Regions from separate parts of the Mus musculus genome. Here all the other regions are linked to region 3. Evidence: chromatin contacts called from public promoter capture Hi-C data. All regions are on one chromosome and are shown on one strand. The core of a region is the stretch at or near the end of the contact, and the rest is flanking DNA. Distances in the headings are between cores, read along the strand shown.

Region 1 (2,718 bases), core at 191-2,690, 1.9 Mb after region 3:
GTCTGTTCCTAGCACCACAAAAACCGCAACAGCAGTACACACCTACAATGCCATCACTTGACAGGTATCCTGTCACATACACTTGAAGCTACCTAAGGCCATCTCAACAACACACAGAAAAACAGTAACCCTCTGCTTCTCAGGCACTGGGATTAAAGCAGCCTGGGTACCATTATCCCTAAATAAAGACAGTCCCCACTGTCACACACCTTTGTATGACACAATGTTTCCAATAACCATTGCTAAAAGTTACTACCAAAAAGACATAGAAGAGTAAGCCCAATTATACACTATCACCAGTTTTAAACCATGGTCTAAGATTTATACAGTGAATCTAGATAAAAATGCCCCCAATGGACTCTAGGTGTTTGGCCACTTACTTGACCCCAAAGGGACCACTCTTCTGTTTGCCCTGGGATATGTGAGGCACCACTTGCTACCAGTTAAACAAGACAAACATTATATATCCAAAACGTGTTTATTGGGAAGGTTCCCACTCATCTTCAATCAGGGGCTTTCAGTGCTGCTTCCTCCTGAAGGAGCATCCTGGAAGAAAAAGATGCAAACGTTACTTCTGCCTGCCACTGACCCTGCCTCATCTGCAGAGTGCTAAACCTTCCTAACAGGAGTGCAGCTGGCTTTACCAGCCGGAAGCCTTGCATTCTACTCAGCCTTTCACCTTAGGACCCCAAAGCCAAACAAAACCCCAACACTGAGACCACTCACCTTCTGTCAGCCTTGCTTTTCCACCTGTAGGCTGACAGAGGACAGTGGAGCAGCCAACACACAAGACTACCGTTTGTGCATGGCTAAAGACCGTGGTGATTTTATAGCATCCTGGGAAGAAAAAAAAAGAGAAGAAAAATGTTAACTTCTTTTATTCCTCTCCAAGTTACCACTTCTGAACTCGTAATAAAATCAAAAATTAAGTTACAACCATTAGTACAGTTTAGTTTTCCCGCACAGCTGAAAACCACTTCCTTACCTGGGCATTTCACGTCCATAAAGTAGGAATTGGGGCTCTGCACCAGGCGCTTTTTCTTGTGTTTCCTCTTCTCCTCTTCTGGAGAGGGATGAAGGAGATCCTTTGCGAGCTAAAAGGGGCAGAAATGCAAAGACTTAGAAGGTAATGGAGGAAAGAGATGATGGGAAAGAGCCCCCACTGGCACACACCGAGGAGAACTCGCCCCTCGCCGCCCCTGGTGTCTGCGTAGCTGGGCCGCCATCTTATCTCCTCTCCGCTCCCGTCTACGCGGCTGACCCGTGGGCCGCCGCGGCTCTGGTTACTGTCCTAAGAGACGCAGAGCGCACATGTGGACCCTGTAGGACCCGCAATTAGCGCAAGAGGACCGTGCGGACCCAAGAGCGAGTTCTCTGTCGAAACCTGGACCAAGGAACTCACAGGCATGTTCTCGTAGGGAGGTCGTCACCGCCGGAAAGGAGCGAAAGCGGAAATCCTGTTCCTTATATCTGATATGGGACAGGAAGTGACGAGCCGTGTTGCTTCGCCATCTTCGGAAGGTCTTCTACTCTGTTCGAATGCAACGGAATGCCCGTTGACTGCCATTTGTAGAAGGTCCGTAAAGGCTCCTCGCGTCGCGGGCGCGTAGCCATGGTGAGAGAGTTAGCTTCTATTTTGAGTTCAGAATTTAGCTGCTGTGGCGAGAAAAATGGATACTTTTTTCTCACGTAGTTTCCGACTACGCTTTGACAGCTGGAGTGTGATGGGAACATCACAGGTGAACACCAGCGAGAAGCTTTTATCCATGACATTTTTAGTTATTGATAGTCTTTACCATTTTCCAGTTGGTTTGATTTACGCTGATTAATAATTCTAGACGTAAATAGGTTTTTTTTTTTAAAAAATGAGATACCTGCTTGAAGCTGGGGGTGTACTACGCTGGTAGGTAGAGTGCGTGCTAAGAATGTGCAAAGCGTAAACTGGGCAGGGCGCAGTGGTGCTGTCAGTGGCTCAAGGCTGGAATCTCAGAACTTCAGAGGATGAAGCGGGAGGACGAGGAGTTCAAAATCATTCTAGGCACTGGGCTTCCTAGCAAGTTTGAGGTCTGAGTGGACTACAGGAGACCCTGTCTGAAAAAACAACAAAATCAAATCCTGTTCATATTTGCTCCACTGCAGCTAACCCTATTGTTTACCTTTATTGTTTTGTTGTTGCTGCTGTTTTCCAGTGCTAAAGATAGAGCCCGACTTTGTATTCTTACAATTCTTTACCTTTGAGGAATAAAATCAAATATCCTTACACCACTTGACACGTGCATTGCTTTTAAAGTGCTAATTAAAGGCCAGACGAGGTTGGTCACACCTTTATCACTGCATTCTGGCAAAGCATGGAAGAGACTGAGTTCTGGCCAGCCTGATCTAGCAAGTTGTAGGACAGCCAGAACTACAAGAGATGTCTCTAAAAACCAAATCAAAACAAAAAGTATGTTATTTAACTATGGAGCTGCTGTAACCATTACCACATTGTACAAATTTGTGTGTTTGCTGCTCAACACAGAGGCAGGTGGATCTCTGAATTCAAGTGTCTATAAATAAAATAATAAATAAATAGTCCATGCTTAAATGAATGCATGTTGATTTTGGATTTTGGCAATATACATGGCAGAGATATCTTGGGAAATAGATTCTAGGTTTAAAAATGAAATTCATGGCCAGGTGTGGTGGTGCACGCCTTTAATCCCAGCACCTGGGAGGCAG
Region 2 (2,844 bases), core at 194-2,693, 1.0 Mb after region 3:
AGCGTCCTCTCTGGGCTGGCTTGCTGCTCTTCCTCAGTGCCTCCTGCAGGGTCCCAGAACATCCTAAGAGATTGCTGAGGAAATCCCTAGCAAGGCTGGAATCACTAGTGTCCTCAGACCCACCGACCCTCAGCACAGAAGGCTATATCAGTGACTTAAGCGGTCCTGCAGTGTGTGCCAGGATTTAAAGGAGGATATGGGAAGGAGGGGTTTTTTTTTCCCCAACTTACGGATTTCACCCATAAGTCCCCAAAGTTCAGAGTATCCAGCTTGCAGCTCCTCCTTGCCTTCCCTTTGGCCAATCCCAAGATTTTCACGGGGGCCCTCCCTTGTTCCCATCCCTTCCCAATCACACTCCCCACCCAATCAGGAATGCCCTTTCTTAGGTCTAAGAGAAGTCTGTGGCCTAGTGCCCACTTGCCCTTCCTTTTCCCTCACAGTAGAGATGCCTGCCGGGAACACCCATCTTTGGGTGAGCAGTGCAAACACTCTGACCTCCCTAAACAGCCTTGATGCCCAGTCAGGCGCACCCGTTCCCAACAGCCTCCGCTTCCTCCGCCAGCACCCCCCAACAATGGCCCTCTCCTCTCCGGACACTCCACCCCCGCCTACCCTCTCGGCCCCCAGCCCAAGACAGCAGCGGGAAGTGAAAGTTCCAAGGAGGAGTTGGTGTCCCAGTCTCTTTCCTGGCGAAAGCTCCCTCCCCTGGCTCCTCCGGGCCCCTCCCGCTCCGCCAGGCTTCTGGTGGCAACCGCACCCGAGTGAGCGGTGCTGGCCGCCCAGGTCTGGAATGAACGGCTGAAAATAATCCTTTTCACTAAAACCCCACTAGCTAGTCCGGGCACTTCATTGAGTAGAACTGTCAGCTAGGCACTAGAGAGACGAAGACGTCAGTCCTAAGGAGTGACTCTTTCCATGATCTGAGCGCCCCACCCCCACCCCCCGCGCACGCTCTTCAGTGCCTGAGACTCAAAAGTGTCTGCAGGGATAACTCGGGACTTCAGGACAGAGGACGCCATCCTCCCTCCTCCTCTTCCTCCTCCTCCTCCTCCCCATCCTCCTCTTCCTTTCGTTCTCCAAATTACCTGGCCCTAGGCTTTGGTCCGCAGATCACGCAGGCTGCCCTCTGGTTAGGCTCCGGCAGACCCCAACACCCCATTGCCTCCGGGTTTCCTTGTACCTCTTTCCAAATCATCCCCTCGACCCACTGTCCTGGGAACTCACCTATATTTGGCAGCGGCGGGGAGGGCCGAGGGCTGCCCGCGCCCAGGAGTCCCAGAGCCCAGAGCAGCGCCAGCCGCATGGCCGCGGAGCTCCGGGCTGGACTGGGGCAGCAGGTGCGGGGCTACGCGTGGAGGAGCAGCCACGGCCCCGCCGGACACCAGCTCGGTGCAGCGCAGCAACTAGGCCCCGCCCCGCCCCGTCTGAGGCTCCGCCCCGCCCCGTCTGAGGCTCCGCCCCTGCCGCTCAGCGCAGCCTCTTTCCGGCAGCTACCGGGATGGGTTTGGACACCACAAGACTCGCGCCTTCCCTCCATCCTGCCTCCCGTCTGTAGCCCGGCTTCGTGGAGATTGTGCGGGCCAGTTCTTCCGGCTCACCCAATCCCGGATGCCTGCGAAGCACCAGCCGCAGGAGCGTGCATCACACTTTATTAAGCAAGAAGGCGGGCAGCATCCCTTCAATCGCCATACACAGCGTCGTCGTTGCTGTCGCTGTGGGCGGATGACGAGAGCTCTTCGCGGGGCGTGCACACCGGGCAGAGCCGTTGCATGTCGTCCCAGCACGACCGGCAGTACAGGGCCTTGCAGTCTGGTGTGGGGCACACGTAGGAATCCGGCGTCTCCATTGCCTGGCACACCACACAGCGCTGACGCATGAAGCGGTGCAGGAGAGGGCACCGGCGATACAGAGCCTCCACCAGGTAGTGGGGCTGTTGGAAGATGAGGTGGATTGGTTAATGCCAAGTGGGCTGAGCAGAAAGGGTTGTCAGGGGCACTGGGCAGCTCTTAATGTATGAAGTCCCAAGGCCTGACAATGCTATATTGGAGGAAGCTGGGGTAGACAAGAAGAGCCCTCGAGGGCGATATTGAGATAAATCGAAAGAGTCTTCTTCTCCATGATGGGCTGCGGAGCCTGGCGTGCCCAAACTTACTCCCAAGGATGACCCACAACAATTCTGTACACCTGTGGAGCGGCTTAATTTGGTACTTAGGCTTAGAAGGGAGGAGGGCACAATTTACACCTTACTGGGCTGGAGAGATGGTTCCGTGGTTAAGAACCCTGACTGCTCTTCCAGAGGACCCAGGTTTGAATCCCAGCACCCACATAGCTAACAACTGCCTGTCACTTGAGTTCCAGGGAACTGGATGATCTTCTGGCCTCCCTGGACACCAGCCACCCATGAGGACACAGACATATGCATAGGCAAAACACCCATACACATTAAATAAGTGCAAATTTTAATTAAGTCTTTTTTAAAAAATCTCTCCGGGTGGTGGTGGTGCACACCTTTAATCCCAGTACTTGGGAGGCAGAGGCAGGTGGATTTCTGAGTTTGAGGCCAGCCTGGTCTACAGAGTGAGTTCCAGGACAGCCAGGGCTACACAGAGAAACCCTGTCTCGAAAAACAAACAAACAAACAAAAAACTCAACCCCCCCCCAAAAAAAATCTCAGAAAGATGGTGTAACTTTCCTAAGTCAGATCTGAGTCAAACCTGGCAGGAACCAAGTCCCAAGCTTTGTGGCCATTCCACAGTCTCACTTTCCGAATACCCTCTTCATACAGTTGCCAGGAATTCTTAAGAGCAGAGCTGGGCTTGCCCTTCGAGCGCTCAGAGGTCTGTT
Region 3 (2,921 bases), core at 176-2,675:
GCCAGAACACCTGGTTCAAATTTGTACTGTGCATTAGTCTAACAGATTTAAGTTGGAGATGGAGAAAATGCTCAGTAATGAAGAGCACTGACTTCTTCCAGAGGACCCAAGGTTTGATTCCCATCATCTCCATGGTAGCTCACAGCCATCTGTAACTCCAGCCTCAGAGGATCTGACATCCTCTTCTGGTCTCTGAGGACACCAGACACAGACAGACATACAGGCAAAATACTTTACATGTTAAGATTTTAGGAAAAACAGGCTGGTTGTGGTGCTCATGCCTTTAATTCCAGCAGAGGAGGTAGAGGCAGGCAGGTGGATCTTTAATAGTTCAAGGCCGGCCTGGTATGTATAAAGAGTTCCTGGACAGCCAGTCCCTGCCTACTTGGTAATCTAATAAATGAAATGCATTTACCTGCTGAACATCTCATGCCCCAGACCTTGAATTTCTGGTCTTCCTCTTCTCACCTCTTGGCTGGAATTAGGGTGTCTTGGTCCCCTTGTAGAAACAAGCCTCCATTCCTGTTTGGTTCTGTTTTCTGAGACTACCATACCTAAGGATTCTTTTATTATTCTTTTACTTTTTTTGTTTGTGTTTTTGTCTTTGTTTTTTCAAGACAGGGTTTCTCTGTGTAACCCTGGTGTCCTAGCACTCACTTTTCTCAAACTCAGAAATCCGCCTGCCTCTGCCTCCCAAGTGCTGTGATCAAAGGTGTGCGCCACCACCGCCCGGCATTCTTTTACATTTTACTGCACTTGTTTTATGTGAGCAATGCACAGAATGCATGTGTAAATCAGGTTACAGCTTCTGGCAATTATTTTTCTCCTTCTACCGCGTTGGTCCTGAATATATATCCAACTCATGTTCAGTTTAGAGCAAATGCTGAGGCATCTTGCTGACCCCCAAGGGTTCTTTTATATCCAATTCCTCTCTATATCTTTCCTTTTTTGTTTTGAAGATTTTTTTTTATTATTATATCTAAGTACACTGTAGCTGTCTTTAGCTGCACCAGAAGAGGACGTCAGGTCTCATTACGGATGGTTGTGAGCCACCATGTGGTTGGTGGGATTTGAACTCAGGACCTTCGGAAAAGCAGTCAGTGCTCTTAACCACTGAGCCATCTCTCCAGCCCTCTCTATATCTTTCTAGCACAGAGCAGTAACATACAAATTACTCTGTTAAATTGTGTGGAAATTTTAATCTGGGTTTATTCACCAGAGGTGATGTAGGTGGGGCCGGTAGGGTGTCTGCAGTAAGGTAGGAGTATGTTTGCACAGCTAGTCTAGGATGCCTAGGCCAACCTGTTGATGATAAAATACCTGTTCACCTTGAGCTTTCGGGAGGCTATTCCAACTTAAACAGATCTGGGTTAATAGAAGCGGCCCCTTTAAGAACTTTGTTGGCCCGCCCTCAAAAGGGATCAGCAGGAAAGGAGTCATGTGACTCTGAGGCTCTTCCGCTGAGTTTAACTAGCTGTGGCTGTATGTTTCGCTGTTGGGGACCTCACTGGGGCTGGGTCCCCTGTGCCCCTACCCCATGGCTCCTTTTGAGTCTACTTGTGTGTTCAGCTCCATTTGGCCTGCAGGGAGAAGAGACTCGCCAGGTAAGGGCTCTGGAACTGAAGTTATAGATGTTTCCGGAAATCCTACCTTTCTAGGATGACCGGAATCTGGGACAACAGAGGGGTGGAAGGTGGATGCAAGAGAGATAACAACCCAGAGAGCTCAGTGTGGAGTCACGAGTGATTGGAAGAATTGTGGAGGGGTCAGGCATGACTGCGTCCTGCTTTCTGACGATGTCTGAGCCATGGCTCAGCCATTGTAGCCCAGGAACAGGCAAGTTTGGGGACTTAAAAGCCTTGTTAGCTCTGAGCCCTCTGAGTAATCCTGGATCCACCCTATGTTCTCAACCCTACATCTGCCCCTGATTCCAAGTTCCCCTCAGTTTCTACATTTCCCTCTTGCCTGGTCCTCAAGAGCCCTTGCATTGCCCAGGTCCTGTCCTCCACCTACAAGCTGCAGCTTTGCCTGTGAGCATACCTGATCTTGCTCCTTCCGCCCCACTACCCCGTGTTCCAGGTATCTATGGAGGTTATTTCCGGCTGGCCAAATCCACAGAACCTGCTTCATATTCGGGCAGTGGGCAGCAACTCCACCCTGCACTATGTGTGGAGCAGCCTGGGGCCTCCAGCTGTGGTGCTGGTGGCCACTAACACCACTCAGAGTGTCCTGAGTGTCAACTGGAGTCTCCTGCTGTCTCCCGATCCTGCTGGGGCCCTGATGGTGCTCCCCAAGAGCAGCATACAGTTTTCTTCTGCTCTCGTCTTCACCAGGGTGAGGGTCTGAAGGAGCCCAGAGAGAAGATCACAAGAAGAGAGTCCATCCTACCCCCAGGGCGAGGGACGGGTTTAGCCCAGGGTGGGTGAAGTGAATGCAGTTTTGGGTGGGGTGACTGGGAGGGATATTCAAGAGAAAGCCAGAGGGAGGCAAGCCTCTTCCACTCTACCCTGTCCCCAGCTGCTTGAGTTTGACAGCACCAATGCGTCCGAGGGGGCACAGCCTCCAGGAAAGCCATACCCTCCGTACTCCTTGGCCAAGTTCTCCTGGAACAATATCACCAACTCATTGGATCTTGCCAACCTGAGTGCCGATTTTCAAGGCCGCCCTGTAGATGATCCTACTGGAGCATTCGCCAATGGCAGCCTGACCTTCAAGGTGAGGCTATGGGGAAGGAACTGGAAATGACTGATGAGGGTGGGAGTATCTGTCCCTCAAGCTCCATTCTCCCCACATGGCTTCCTTCTCCTTCCAAGGTCCAAGCCTTTTCTAGATCTGGTCGACCTGCTCAGCCCCCTCGCCTCCTGCACACAGCAGATGTCTGCCAGTTAGAAGTGGCCCTGGTTGGAGCTTCTCCTCGTGGA

What was found. Promoter capture Hi-C pulls out the DNA fragments that hold promoters and counts their contacts. Capture Hi-C pulls out chosen DNA fragments and counts their contacts.
Region 1: a promoter capture Hi-C map of liver shows a contact between it and region 3, with 3 times the contacts expected there. The contact joins the promoter of Rps27 here to the promoter of Glmp in region 3. A contact is called at or near these places in 1 of 39 promoter capture datasets (liver) and 2 of 9 other capture datasets (adipose tissue and liver).
Region 2: a contact with region 3 is called in a promoter capture Hi-C map of adipose tissue, with 2.0 times the contacts expected there. The contact joins the promoter of Adam15 here to the promoter of Glmp in region 3. A contact is called at or near these places in 1 of 39 promoter capture datasets (liver), 1 of 115 datasets of contacts at active chromatin or transcription factors (pancreatic cancer cells) and 1 of 9 other capture datasets (adipose tissue).

What each region holds. Positions count from the first base shown.
Region 1 is chr3:90,212,208-90,214,925 of GRCm38.p6, forward strand. Rps27 (ribosomal protein S27) reads right to left here and starts at 1,441. Exons shown (of 4, transcript NM_027015.4): 1 at 1,403-1,441; 2 at 986-1,094; 3 at 727-837; 4 at 460-546. The coding sequence starts at 1,408. The coding sequence ends at 518. It also overlaps a transcript of Rab13 not described here.
Region 2 is chr3:89,348,585-89,351,428 of GRCm38.p6, forward strand. Adam15 (a disintegrin and metallopeptidase domain 15 (metargidin)) reads right to left here and starts at 1,444. Exons shown (of 23, transcript NM_001037722.3): 1 at 1,225-1,444; 2 at 1-43. The coding sequence starts at 1,303. It overlaps Dcst1 (DC-STAMP domain containing 1), which reads right to left. Exons shown (of 16, transcript NM_029974.2): 16 at 1,635-1,930. The coding sequence ends at 1,679. It also overlaps a transcript of Dcst2 not described here.
Region 3 is chr3:88,323,598-88,326,518 of GRCm38.p6, forward strand. Glmp (glycosylated lysosomal membrane protein) reads left to right here and starts at 1,426. Exons shown (of 6, transcript NM_020003.1): 1 at 1,426-1,604; 2 at 2,080-2,334; 3 at 2,518-2,715; 4 at 2,814-2,921. The coding sequence starts at 1,485.